Linked DNA regions of Neogale vison: region 2 is linked to region 1. Evidence: chromatin contacts called from public Hi-C data. All regions are on one chromosome and are shown on one strand. The core of a region is the stretch at or near the end of the contact, and the rest is flanking DNA. Distances in the headings are between cores, read along the strand shown.

Region 1 (6,735 bases), core at 2,183-4,682:
AGCTTCTGTGCTATCCAATATGGTAGTCACAAGTGGCTACTTAAAAAAAATTAAAAATTCAGTTCTTCAGCTACCCCAGTCATATTTCAAACATTCAGTAGTCCCTACTAGCTACAGGACAACAGAGTAGATATAAACATTTTCATCACAACACAAAGTTCTACTGGACAGTGCTGTTCTAAATGGTTGTAGAAAAGATGATACTTCACAGATCAATGACCACCAGGTCATTATTAACTGAACCCTAAGAAGGACATTTATGTGCTTACTACAATGCCTACCACTAGAGTCTCCCTCCCTACAATACTTCCACTAAAGATCATGTCACAGTAAGGCAATTCTGCCTAGACTCTTGACAGTTTATTCTAGAAATATTAAAAGAAAAAAACCCCTCACAATGTTTTAACCTTCACTCCCAACCTCCCCTCTACCAGTTCCATACATATCCTTCGTCCAACTGCCCAGGAAGCAATATATACATAATATCAACAATGTTTTATTTTCTTCAAAGAAAAAAAAGACTGCTTTTAAGCTAGTAGAAGAAGATGCATGCCAGAATTTCTCTTTGAGGTAAACAGAAAATTGGTCTGGGAGTGGGAGAAATTGCTCCCCAAACATCTTTTTAGTATTGGCTAGCACTCTCAAATCACTGGCCTGACTTCTACATACTGAAGAGGGGTCCTGGTTTTCTGTGTTTTCAAAAATTACATACTATTGCAATTTCAGGCAAGTTTATCCTAATTCCACAACTTGAACCTGAAAATACTCAACTCATTTTAATTATGCCCAGATAAACTCTTTCAAAGTCCTGTATCTGGATCCTATTTCAAATAAGTCTCATTTATTTGCAGTTCTAATAACTCTAAAATATTAATTTTATTGGGCAAGAGGATGATAAAGGGAGGGAAAGGATTTAGATAAAGATGATTCTAGTTTGGTACTGAATCAGTAAAGAAAAATCACCAAATCAAAACACATTTTAGAACTTTCAAAAAATCAGGTTCAAAATTTTAAGTTCTCAAATTTATTAAAATGAAGTGATACATATGTATAGATATACAGTATTTTTATTAATCAACCTCGTGTTCTGAAAAGCAACAGACATGTACTATATCTTTTTTTGTTTTGAAACCCCAAGTGCAGGTTTTAAAAAGGCAAGTTTCATACCTACTGAATTTTCCCATGACAAACAAAACAAATTAAGATCTTTCCACACCCATTCAATTTAACTTCAACAAGTGTCAACAACTACAATGTAAAATCTAGCCTTAAATTCAAATATTACGTAACATGTATGCAGAAAACAAGTATCTCTTTAGATATCTTTATGTATTTTTAATACAAGGTGTTCACCTGCTAGCTTTGAAACACACACACACACACACACACACATACACACACACATTCTCTAATTTTTCAAAGAACCTTGTGACATTAAAAAGACTCTTAATCAGGTTATATTTTTCTCATTGTTTTCATCATTTATAAAATGCTTCTACATTTGTTTTTTTCTAATACCAGTATAGGTAACATTTAATTCCATGTGTTTTCTTTTAGCTACTTCTCAGATTTCCTTTGCCAGATCTTTAAAAATAAAAGCACTCTCCACTGTAAAATTATATGTACCTCTTCTCTAGGTTTGACAGAGACTTAATTCAAATATTTTTTAAAATTGTGTGAACATACAAGATTTACATAAGAACAATGCTTTACTCATTCTGATGCATACGACTGAGGAAGCAACCCTACCACTGGGAGCCGTGCGCCCTGTGCACATACACATGCACACACGGGAAGAAAGGAGAAGAAACACTCCCCTCCAAATGGTGCTTTGGCTTCTAAGCAATAAATCATTTGAAAAACAGAGAAATACTTTTTCCAAGCGAAGTAACTATTAGTGTCCTCTTATACTTACTTGTAAATCTTTCTTTAATTTTAGCAAATCTTCATTTTCTCCGTTTCCGGACAATGCAGCTTCGACTTGCTGTAGTTGAGCTTTGTAGCTTGCCAGCTGCTTTGCTAGATCCTCTGACATCTGGGGGAAAATAAAAAGGGTAAGACCAGGAAAACAACCAAAAACACCATAAAAAAATAATTTTCCCTGTCTGCCTGACTTAATCCTTACCAGTTTTGCTCCCAACTCCTTAATATAATTCATTGCTGCAACTTAACTCATTACCATTACCTTTACTCTTAGCTCTGAGGAAAGCTGTGAGTCAAATCCAAGCTTCAAGGGAATGGATTCCGCAGATTATAAACTTGTTTTTGTTTCTGTGTGGAATTTATCGGACAACAGCTAAGGCAAAAGGAAAAAGGAGAATTTCTAATCTTCTTTAAACTCCTGTAACAGGGAAGACACTGTATTTGGCTCAATTAACAAGGTTGTTACATCTTCGCCGGGAAAAATTTTTAAAAAGCACTAACCTGATGGAAAAAATCGAGATTTAAGAAGAAAATATTTCTAAGCCCTAAGGCAGACTTCCTAAACAAAATATATATGACTTTTGGACTAACTACATAGATAATAATCTCTACATGAACTATTAATTGGTAAGTGTGTTCAGAAGCTCTTCTCCAGAGCAAAAATGTTTCACCGGGTCACTTAAAATATTGCCGATGCAGCGTCTTCATTAAAGAAAACGGCACAACCACTGGCCCGTTTAGGCATTCTAAGGAGCGTGCCTTTCACCCAATCTGCCTCATTCTTTTCCGGAAAATAAGATACAGGACTCCTTTCTCGGTTTGTAAAGACAACACGCGCGGGTTCCGAGGACCCTTCTCTGTCTTACAAGTCCCGTCCAACCACAGCCTGGAATTTGGAAGGGCTCCAAAGGGGCTAGAGTTAAGCCAGGCACCCAACACCTCAAAGCCCGCCACAACCAGACCTCGGAATTCAATTCAAGCTCCAGAGAAACGGAAAACAAACGGAGCGGACCCCAGCAGCGTCGGAGCCTCACACCCCCAAACGCGCTCCGCAGGGAACCGCTGAGGCCTCCCCATCCCAACCCCACCCGACTGCTTTCCCGGGTTAGCCCCGGTCGTTGCCACCGTACAGAGGTCCTGGCCGCGTTCGGGGCCACTCAGGGCCCAGCTCTGGGTGGCAGAAGAGGCCGGGCCCCTAAGACTCTTGCCGGCGCCCAGGCCTCTCTAACGCGGCCGGCTCCTCGGCCTCAGGCCTCGGCTTCAACTAGGGAGAGGCCGAGGCCCCGAGGCCCTGCTCTCGCCCTCGCCGGCTTCGTTACCTTGTGTGGGGCTGGGGGCAGGGCGACAGGAAGGGGTCGGGGCAAATGAGCCCAGTAGTGGCGGCGGCAACAGCGGCAGCAGCTGCAGTAGGAAAAATCTCCGCGGTAACAACAAGGCGACTCTGTCCGAAATGGGAGAACTTGGCCGGCGATGGGGGGGAGGGGAAGAAAGCCGGGCACTGGAAGGAGGAAAAGACAGAAGCGGATCAAGTCTCGCGAGAGGTTAAAAGCCTCGCGAGACGTCGCCCTACCCACGTGATTCCTAGCTGTCGCGGCGCGGCCCACCCTTGCGTTAGGGACGCGGAGTGGGCGGAGCTTCATAGAAAGGAAATGGCGTAGCTAGGTTGCTCTAGGCGCCGGATGTAGGTTTGTGTTATCCCGATTTCGGATGTGAGTGCAGAGTCTTTGACTTCTTTGGGAGTGGGTGTTGTTGGGCCGTTCGTGAAGTTCCCAGCGGAGTTACCGCGTTTTCCTTCTAAGACTAGCGGTGCTGGGAGGTGGGAGGAACGGAGTTTACAGCAGCGAGCATACTAGCGGTTGGTTCCCAAAATGTGGTTCCCGCAACTCCTGTATCACCATCGCGCGGTAACTTACTACAAGTGCAGATTCTCAGCCCCCACTCCAGACCTCCTGACTCAGAAACTCGAGGTGGCTCAGCAGCCTGTTTTAACACGCGCCGCAGGTGATACCAATATCTGCTCAAGTTTTAGAGCCATCGCTATATATAGTAAGAGAATACTTAGTAGCAATAAAAAGGTAATTGTGGCAGAACCTGTTGGAGCGAAGGTTGATTTATTTAAAACCTATTTTGTTAGACCCTGCTTGGTTTTAATAGCGTAAATTATATAGGTTAATCTCCCCTGATAGAAAACCATCTCCAGGTTATGTTTTCTTGAACGATAAGCAGAGTGATGTGAATACTTTATGTTTAAAAAGAAATGTATGTTTGTAATAATACATACTCTCTGGGCAGATGCATAAACCTATCTAGAGATTTGGAATAGAAGCCATATGTTTTCACTGGTTATATTTTTCACTGTTTGCCCTTTCTAAATTTTTCCATACATATATCATTTTTTCCAATTAAAAATATAAAATCCTGTGACACAAAGAGGCTACACGAATGCCTGGAAACCTTCTTTAGGGGGTCGGGGTATGTTGCTGGACCCCTAAGAAGGCCCTCCTCTCAGATGGGCTCTTTTGGACTGTGACATCTTGCTCTGATGCCCTCTTGCTTTTTTGAAGGGACCTTCCCTTCTCTAAATACACGGACATAAATGGAAACTAGATTAGGTTTGTGATCATTGGTGTGGCAATTTGGAAGAACTGAAATGCTGCAGAGGGCAGCCGTGTGTAGCTAGAATTAAGAGGCAAAACAGACCAGAAAGGATGTGCTTCATTAACATGGGAGAAGTTTGTTCAAAATATAATGTAGTTTTTTAAAACTGCACTTATTCTAATTGTGTATTTAAAGAACAAATGCCAGGAAGATCTTCCTTGAATATAAGGTATATTTTGCAGTTGTGTAAAAATCAATTAAGGGAACTCTTTTTTTATTATTTATTTCAGTAATCTTTACACCCAGTGAGGGGCTGAACTCACAACCCTGAGATCAAGAATTGCATGCTCTTCTGACTGAGCCAGCCAGGCACCCCTCAAATAGGAGAACTCTTAATGAACCACTTCCAGACAGAGAGAGAGGAAAGTATTTGTTATAAGCTCATGTATGGATTTCTGTATCATCTTGATAGCTTTTATTTTCAGGATTGCTTTTAATCTCTAGCTCCTCTGTACAACATGGATTGTATTTGGTGGGGAAAAAACAATATAGTTTTAATTTTAATTCTCATAAAGAAATAACAGTTGTATATACCAGACGACATTCTAAGCGCTTTACATGTACTCATTTAATTTCATAGTGGTTCAAAAGCTATTAGAGACAAAATTGGAGCAAGTATAAACTTTGACTAAGAGTGATGCTTCAAATAAATGTTCAGACTTACCACCTTCACTGAGTGTGAAAATCTACTCAGTGTCTAATTTTTCTTAAAATGTTCTCATTCAAATTTGATCATGCTTATTCTTCAAAAAGAGCAGTATCTAAAACCTCTAGTTTTAAAACCTGGTATTTATTTTATTGAAACCTAGTAGGTAAATAACATTTGAAGACTCCTGATTGTTTTTAGAATATAAGCTATTGCCTTTAATTACTAAAGAAAATTAAAATATAGCAGCTTCCTTTGGAAATGTGCCAACCCACTGCAGAGTACAAGAGTATGCAACAATTTATTGGTTAAATGACAGATTGCATTCTATTTTTTTTAAAAGATTTATTTATTTAAGAGAGAGTGAGAATGCATGTAGAGGTGGGACAGGGAGGGAAGAGCAGAGGGAGAGGAACAAGCTGACTCCACTGAGTGTGGGACCTGACTCAGGGCTTGATCCCAAGACCCTGAGACCATGACTTGAGCCAAAATCAAGAGCCAGTCGCTCAAATGATGAAGCCACCCAGGAGCTCCAAGAGATTACATCTTTATTTAGTTTAGCTTTTATTGCCTTCCCTCCTGACTAAAAGTAGGACCAGATTTGCCCACATTTTTTGCAATCTTGACAAATGCCTAAGATGATGAATTAGAGATATGTATATCATCATAATAACTGCTTGTACCTTTGCCCTCTTTAGTCATAATAGGTGTTTTGAATGTTTGCATGGAGAGTTGCCATAGGGCAAGCTACTGGCCTTTTGTACTTATTGAGTGTTTTTGCACACAGTGGATTGAAAATATACCCTGAGGTGATTCTTGGGTGTCATCATTCATTTAAAGGTGATGGAAAAACACCCTTAAATGCATGCTGTCCAGTGCAGGTGCTCATCAGTCATAGCAGTCTGGCTTGTCCACTTTTATTTGCACTGCCTTGCTTGTCTCAGGATGTGCATTTTCAGCTATTTCTGTGTTTTACATGTACCACTAAAGAACTGAAAACATACCACCAAAAAGAGAAAGCAGGATTCCTTGAGTTTGAAAAAGATTATAACCTAAGGCTTTACAGGGATCAGAAATGGCATTCAAAGTTCTTTAGACATATTTGGAAATGGTGTTTAATAATAGTCGTATGTGGATTCTTAGTGGGATATACTCTGAGGGCAAAAAGCACAACAACAACAAAAAATTTCAGATGTCACAGATTTAATAGTACTATTGGCAGTGCAACTTTGAAACTTTTTAGGTCTACTATAAAGTGAATAATACATGTTAGAAATCTAGGAGAAAACAAATGAAAAATATAAAATAAAAGAAGGTTTAGGAGGAAGGTCTCTGATGTTAAATTTGAATTAGGGTTTATTTGTGTATATTTCTTAGAAGAATATATATAATTTCTCCCAATGGAGGGTCCCCATATCTTGATACCTAGATCCCTTTCTCCACAAAAGAAACCGCATTTCTTGGAGAAATGGTTGTTTTCAGGTCTGAGGCCCAGAAAATACAAAAGT
Region 2 (6,775 bases), core at 2,752-5,251, 200 kb after region 1:
GACCTTCTCCTCACTCATGCTCTCTCTCACTGTCTCTCTCTCTCAAATAAATAAATAAATAAATCTTTAAAAAAAAAAAAAAGGTAAATGGAGAGTTACCATATGACCCAGCTTTTCCATGCTTAGGGACATGCTCAGAAGAATGGAAACATATATCCACACAAAAACTTGAACATGAATATTCATAGTAACTTTATTCCTAATAGCCAGAAAATGGAAACAACCCATATGTCCATCAGCTGATGAATGGAAAAACAGAATGTGATCTATTCACAATGGAATATTATTCAACCATAAGAGGGAATACAGCCTGTACCATTACTACATGCTACAGGTTACAACATGGATGAACCTTGAGAACATTTTGCTAAATGAAAGAAGCCAGGCACAAAAGGCCACATATTGTATAATTTCATCTATATGGAATATGAAGGGTGGGATTTGGTGCAATTATTTAGCAATTTATTGAAGTTTACCCAAGGTTTATCCCGGCAATTATTTTTCCAATGACTAAGTTTTTTATTATAGCTCCAATTTGCCTAATGTGATTGATTCTATGGAAAGACAGTGACTGTACCTCCTATAAGATAGAAGAACATGGTCCTTAACTTGTTGGGAATATCTAGGGTATCCAAGAAAGTTTATCTTTAAGTTTTATTTTTATTCTTAAGGTCCTTTTCCAGAAAAATATCTCTAAACTTGAACGACAGGAGGAAGAAAATTGCATGACCTTTCAATGTTATTAACAACTTAGTATTCACAATTGATCAGAGACTAAATAGTTTCCAATTCTGTAAAAACTGGAAGAAAACCAATAACATGTGATGAATCTCTTTTGACTAGTAGACTAGATTACCTTAAAGGTTATAGTTTATCACTCTGCATTTACCAGTTTTGTGTCTAAATTAGCAATATTATTTTAGTGTTCTTTTTTCTCCCAATGATGATCTAAATTTCAGTTTTGATCTTTTAAACCAGCTTTGTCATGTTATTGAGTTTATCATTAATGAATTAAATAGAATGTTGACACATGCTTACATGAGAATTTGAGTTTTTAAAGATAAAAATATGAAGATTACTGTAGCAGAAAGAGAACACAAATAAAGAAGCAAAGTGAAGTTTATTGGTGGTTTTTCAGGCAGTTTTTTTTTTTTTAAAGATTTTATTTATTTATTTGAGAAAGAGAGAGATCACAAGTAGGCAGAGTCAGGCAAAGAGAGGGGGAAGCAGGCTCCCTGCCAAGGAGAGAGCCCGATGTGGGGCTCGATTCCAGGACCCTGAGATCATGACTTGAGCCGAAGGCAGAGGCTTAACCTACTGAGCCACCCAGGCGCCCCAAGGCAGTTGTTTTTTGAATGGGTTTTTCCAATAAGGACAGTTTCCCCAACAGCATCCAGTAGAGGGATGGGAATCTTTACATCCTAGGAAGTATGGATGAAGAGCAGGAAGAAAGGCAGGCAGGAAGAAGGAGGCCGCCTGCCTGAAGAGGAACCACCCTTAAAAGGATTTTACAACCACCCTGGAATGAGCCCTCCACGCTTTCCCATGTGATGGATGACAAAACCTTGATTGGACGACAGGCACAGGGAGGGTTAATCAGATCAAAACAGCCCTCCAACGAACCCCATAAAAACCCCTAGACTCAGAGATCTCAATGGCAACCCTCCCAGGTCCCCTCTCTCTTCGGGAGCTTTGTGCTATCACTTTGTTATCGCTCAATAAACGCTGCTTTGCTGCCCACCTCTCTGTCTACCTCTTCATTTTTCAAAGTGTCTGATGCAGGCACCAAAAGAAAAAAAATCCTGCAATGGTATAAAGTGTTTAGTCTTGGCTTTTGGGGCATAGTACCTAAAAAGGTTTCCTCCCAAGTTTTTTCCCTAAAGAAATCTGGCAATGTCTCCTATATATCCATGAGGGAGGCAATAAAAGATTTTGTCTTTCGAGTCTCATCTTCCCACAAATGCTATAGTTCTATCTTACTTGGATAAGAATTTTCTAGGTTTTCTTTTAGGTGATTTGGGACTTCACAGTACCAGGAGTCACCAAGAGAAAACTATAATTTGGGATCATCTCTGCTGTGTTAGTTCTATCTTTGGGGGACCGTAACAACTGAAAATGAGTGATAATAATATTTCCTTCCTGATCATTGGATTGGAAGGTACCCATAGAAAATCTGTCTAACCTGAGAATAAAGATATATAGGGCACACATTAAAGAATCTTTTTTAAGAGGTTGGGAGGAATAACTTAGAGATAGATAAAATCACTCTGTGATTCCTTCCCGGGATGATAAAAGACTGTGAACTGACAATAGCTTAGAGTCAAAGCTTTATTTTGGAATGTCTTAACAATGAAGGGGGGTATAAGGATGAGAATGAAAAAGTAGGGTCTTATCCTGTGTGTACTTGGCCCTTGCCCTATACTTCACCTTCACTGTCCTTGGGAGTCTTTATTGCTGCAGATATTGTAAACTGAGTTTAACATTTATGAGAAAAGGTCTACAGCATCAGAATTTTTTGAAATATGGTCAGGAGGCACCTGGGTGGCTCAGTGGGTCAAGCCTTTGCCTTCAGCTCAGGTCATGATCTCCATCCCCTGGGGTCGAGCCCCGCATCGGTCTCTCTGCTCACTGGGTAGCCTGCTTCCTCCTCTCTCTCTGCCTGCTTGTGATCTCTGTCAAATAAACAAATAAATAAATCTAAAAAAAAAAAAAAAAAAGAAAGAAACATGGTCAGAAGTCTGGGCGAAATATAATTGGGTCCTCTCCTCAGGCGTCATTAAGCTGAAATCAAGATGTCAGCCAGACTGCAATTTCATAAAAGCCTCAGGGGCACACATTTCTACAATTTTAGTAAATAAAATTATTTTATACATTCTATTTTTATTCTAAAAATGAAATGTTTTTATCATCCTCATATTATAGAATAGGAAATGGAAATTTTGAACTTTATTAATCTGCCTACAAACCCACAGAAATTGAGAGTGTAGAGACACTAATCTAGGATTTGAAATATTTAAGATTTTTTTTTTTTTTTTTAAACACCCAGAGCTGGAAAGGATTTGACTCTGCCAGCACCAAGGGGGTGCTGACAAGGATAAAGTTAGCCGGCTATTAAAAATAGTTCAATCTAGAAATAATTAGGGCTGGAACAGCCCACAGCAGCGGGAGGGGCAGCAAGGATCACTAACTTAAACGGCAGGTAATTTTACAGCTGCCCAGAGATCCAGCTTCTTAACTACATTAAGTTTTCCCCCTAAGACTCATCAGATTAGTCTGCATCTAGGGTGCTCCTAGCACCTAGTATCTTTCAGGCTGTTAAAACAATAAAAGAGCTTTTACTCTTATCTAAATTTCTTTTTGTTGCAATTGTCCATGTCTGACTAGATTTACAGTAAATGGCAAAGTAGTAAGAGCTCCCAGGGTATTAATTACCACGTTAGTAAAACAAATTTTCAAGCGTCAGGCCCCTTCCCGGTGCTGCGGGCGTGCCGTCCCGAGCCTGCAGGGGCCGTTCTAAGTTTACACAAGCTCCCGCAGCGATCAAGAATAAACAGAGCAACACGGATTCCGCCCGGCGAACCCCACAAGCTCCCAGGACTCCCAGGTTCGAGCGCGGGTAAGCATTTTTAAACAGCCAGGGATCACGTGGCCACCGGCAAGCTCCGCCACTGGCCCTCAGGCTCTCACTCTTGGCTTTGGCGCCGAACCTTTACGCCCTTGTGGATGCAACCATTGGCTCGGCTCTCGGAGGGAATACGGGCCAAACTCACGGCCAAGGCTTTTACGAACGAAGCTTCCGACTAATTATCAGGAAAAGTTCAGCTATAAATTCAACAATAAAATGAAATCCACTGGGGGACGCCGTCGAAGGCTCTTTTTGTCAAAAGGAAAAGAGAAGACCTGACCCTGACTCCCCCTACGCTCTCCAGGGGCCGCGAGGATGGTTCCGTCTAAGGCGCGGACTCCGCCTCCACGGGCGCCGCCATTTTGTTTGGCTGGACGGGAGCGAGCGACGCTTTGGGGGAGGGGTCTCGTAGGCGCCTGACTGGACCCCACGGCCGCGCTGTCGCTTCTCGCGGGGAGTCCTCCCCGGTGAGGGCCGTGGAACCATGTACATAAAACAGGTGAGGCCTGTGCGCCCCGCCCACCCCCTTACGGGCCTCTGAGGACCACTCCGTGAGGCAGGGGTGTCCCGGTGCGACCCGCGGCCTCCCGCCTCCCGGCGGGGTTGACCCAGAGCTGGACGCGGGCTGCGGGGGAGGGGAGAGGCCCCGCCCCGCGGGCGCAGGGGCCGCAGAGAATCGGGGCGACCGCCTGCTGCGCGCTCGTCTGAGGGATCCGTCTTTCCGAGACGTTTAGGGGGAGCGGGCCTTCCTGGGTGGGCCGGGTGCGGGCTGGGGGCTCCGAGCTGGCTGGGGGCCGCGCCGGGGTCTGCAGCGGCGGGGCGGGCAGCTGCGTTGTCCTCTTCGCCCCGCGCCGCCCATTTGCATGGGTGTATGGAGAGGTGGTCTCCCCGACCCGGAGACGCCCCTGGGGGGCTCAGATTGGGGTGTCAGCGTAGCCCGGGGTCTTTGTCCCCGAATTAATGGGGACGTGAAAGGGACCCTCCTCCTTGCAGAATCTGTAGCGCCGCCTCGTTCTCTTGTTTACTTCTGTCAAAATGGTCTTCCCGCGCAAGAGTCCACCGCAGAGATGAGCCCATCCACGCTCTTGGAGAGAAGTTTCTCCATGGGATGCGTTGGGCTTGAAGCGCCCCTTTCTTGGAACGGCTCCTTACCTTGGCTGGCGGGTGGGTCCGAAAGAAGCGCCCACTGCTCTTGGAGTAAGGGAAGCCGGGGCCAGGCCGCGGGCTGGACACATTTTACTTAAAGCAGTGTCATACTGAGCGTCCGCACGAACCTTCTGCAATGTACTTGATTCTGAGAGTTCCTTACCAGGCTCCTGATGGTTAACTCCTAAAAAAACAGCGCTGTCCGTCGTTACTGGTAAACGGACTGTTGTCGTTGAAGATTTTTAATCACCATCCTCCAGCAGGAGTTTCTCTCGTAAGAAATGGAAGGTTCTCTGTCTTGCATTAAATGAGAAACCCCCGAAAAGAGAAGAGCCAAGGAGAAATGTTTAGGAGTTGCGTCTTTTAGTATGTATTCTCTGAAAGGTATCTTTTTTTTTTATTTACTAGGTTATTATCCAGGGCTTTCGGAGTTACAGAGATCAAACAATTGTAGATCCCTTCAGTTCAAAACATAACGTTATCGGTAAGTGTTGATGGTTTACGAAATCAGATTTCTATGTAGAGAGCCATTTAAGTTCTGTCTGGGCTTGAGGAAAGAGGAATTGGCTTTGAATATTACATGACTTTATATTTATTTTTTCTGTATGGAATAGTATGTCTTGGGCGCCTGGGTGGCTCAGTGGGTTAAGCCTCTGCCTTGGGCTCAGGTCATGATCCCAGGGTCCTGGGATCGAGCCCCACATCGGGCTCTCTGCTCAGCGGTGAGCCTGCTTTCTCCTCTCTCTGCCTGCCTCTCTGCCTACTTGTGATCTCTGTCTGTCAGATAAATAAAATCTTTAAAAAAAAAAAAAAGAAAAGAAAAGAAAAAAGAAATAGCATGTCTTCTATCTGCACTGAGGAATTGCTTATTTTATGCATTTAAAATATTTGCATAAGGCGATCACTACTCATTTTTATTTAGCCTGGTATGTATGAAAATGTGTCTTTACAGCGAATGACACTAAATTTAGCATTTGAGCTGTTCTGTTGTTGATATGTCATTTTTTAATTAAAAAGCCCACGGTTTCCTTATTTCAAAGATGGCCATTGTTTATTCACAAATTAGATTGTTCTCAGGATTGTTTTTTGTTGTTGTTGTTGTTTTTTTTCATACTGTTTAAGGTCGCACCATGCAGCTTGGTAGAAAAAGCATAAACTTTAGAGCATAACAGGATGGCTTTCCAATCCCGGTTCTGATACATTTTCAAACTTGACTCCCTGAGGGGTTTGTAAAGTGGAGCTAATGATACTCATCTTACATGGCTGTTGGAAAAATTAAATGAGAAAGTATATGTGTGAGGGTAAAGAGCTACAATGATTCTTGTTCTGCAATACAGTGTTTAGTTTAAAGACTCTTCAGGTGATATTCTCCATTTTTTGCTGATAGAGCCAGTGAAAGTGTTTCTTGAAGTTCTGCTTAATTTTTAAAGGCCAGAAGAAACTGTTACAGATAGACGTCTATACATTGTCCTTGGTGTGGTTTATTGGTATTTTAGACTGCTAGGTCTACCATTAAATATAGACTAAGTGGCTTAAACAATTTATTTTATGACTGTTTTGGAAATTCAAGGCCATGATCAGGGTGCCGGCACAGTCACATTCTGGAAGTCACCATCTTCATCATCATGCTCATATGACCTCTTTGGTTCTCTCTGCGTCTTCCTTATTAGAACACTCATTCCATCATGAAGGCCCCCCCCTCACAACCTCACTTGATGCTGATTATCTCCCAAAGGCCGTTATCTCCAAATATCATGCATTTGGAATTAGGACTTCCAGCATATGATTGGGACAGGGGAGTGGCACAATTCAGTCTGTCTCACGTGGTAAGGTGAGACTCATATGGAGATCAGTAAAGGGCAAACATTATTTTGAAATTAATATTAAATTTTAAAAATTGAGGGTAAGAATGTCAACTACAGTTAAAAAAACAAAACAAAACTGAGGGCAAGAAGAAAACCTACCCTCAGTACATCACTTGTCGCTTGTAGTTGGGAATAAAGG

Evidence for each region. Hi-C and Micro-C count contacts between places; a contact is called where the count stands out from the background.
Region 2: a contact with region 1 is called in a Hi-C map of muscle, with 6 times the contacts expected there. The contact joins the promoter of SMC3 here to the promoter of SMNDC1 in region 1. A contact is called at or near these places in 2 of 3 Hi-C or Micro-C datasets (fibroblasts and muscle).

Annotation. Positions count from the first base shown.
Region 1 is chr2:220,932,148-220,938,882 of ASM_NN_V1, forward strand. It overlaps SMNDC1 (survival of motor neuron-related-splicing factor 30), which reads right to left and starts at 3,433. Exons shown (of 6, transcript XM_044240486.1): 1 at 3,243-3,433; 2 at 1,916-2,035. The coding sequence starts at 2,035. It overlaps LOC122901105 (a long non-coding RNA gene), which reads left to right and starts at 3,573. Exons shown (of 3, transcript XR_006383359.1): 1 at 3,573-3,632.
Region 2 is chr2:221,136,204-221,142,978 of ASM_NN_V1, forward strand. It overlaps SMC3 (structural maintenance of chromosomes protein 3), which reads left to right and starts at 4,002. Exons shown (of 29, transcript XM_044240489.1): 1 at 4,002-4,124; 2 at 5,180-5,255. The coding sequence starts at 4,110.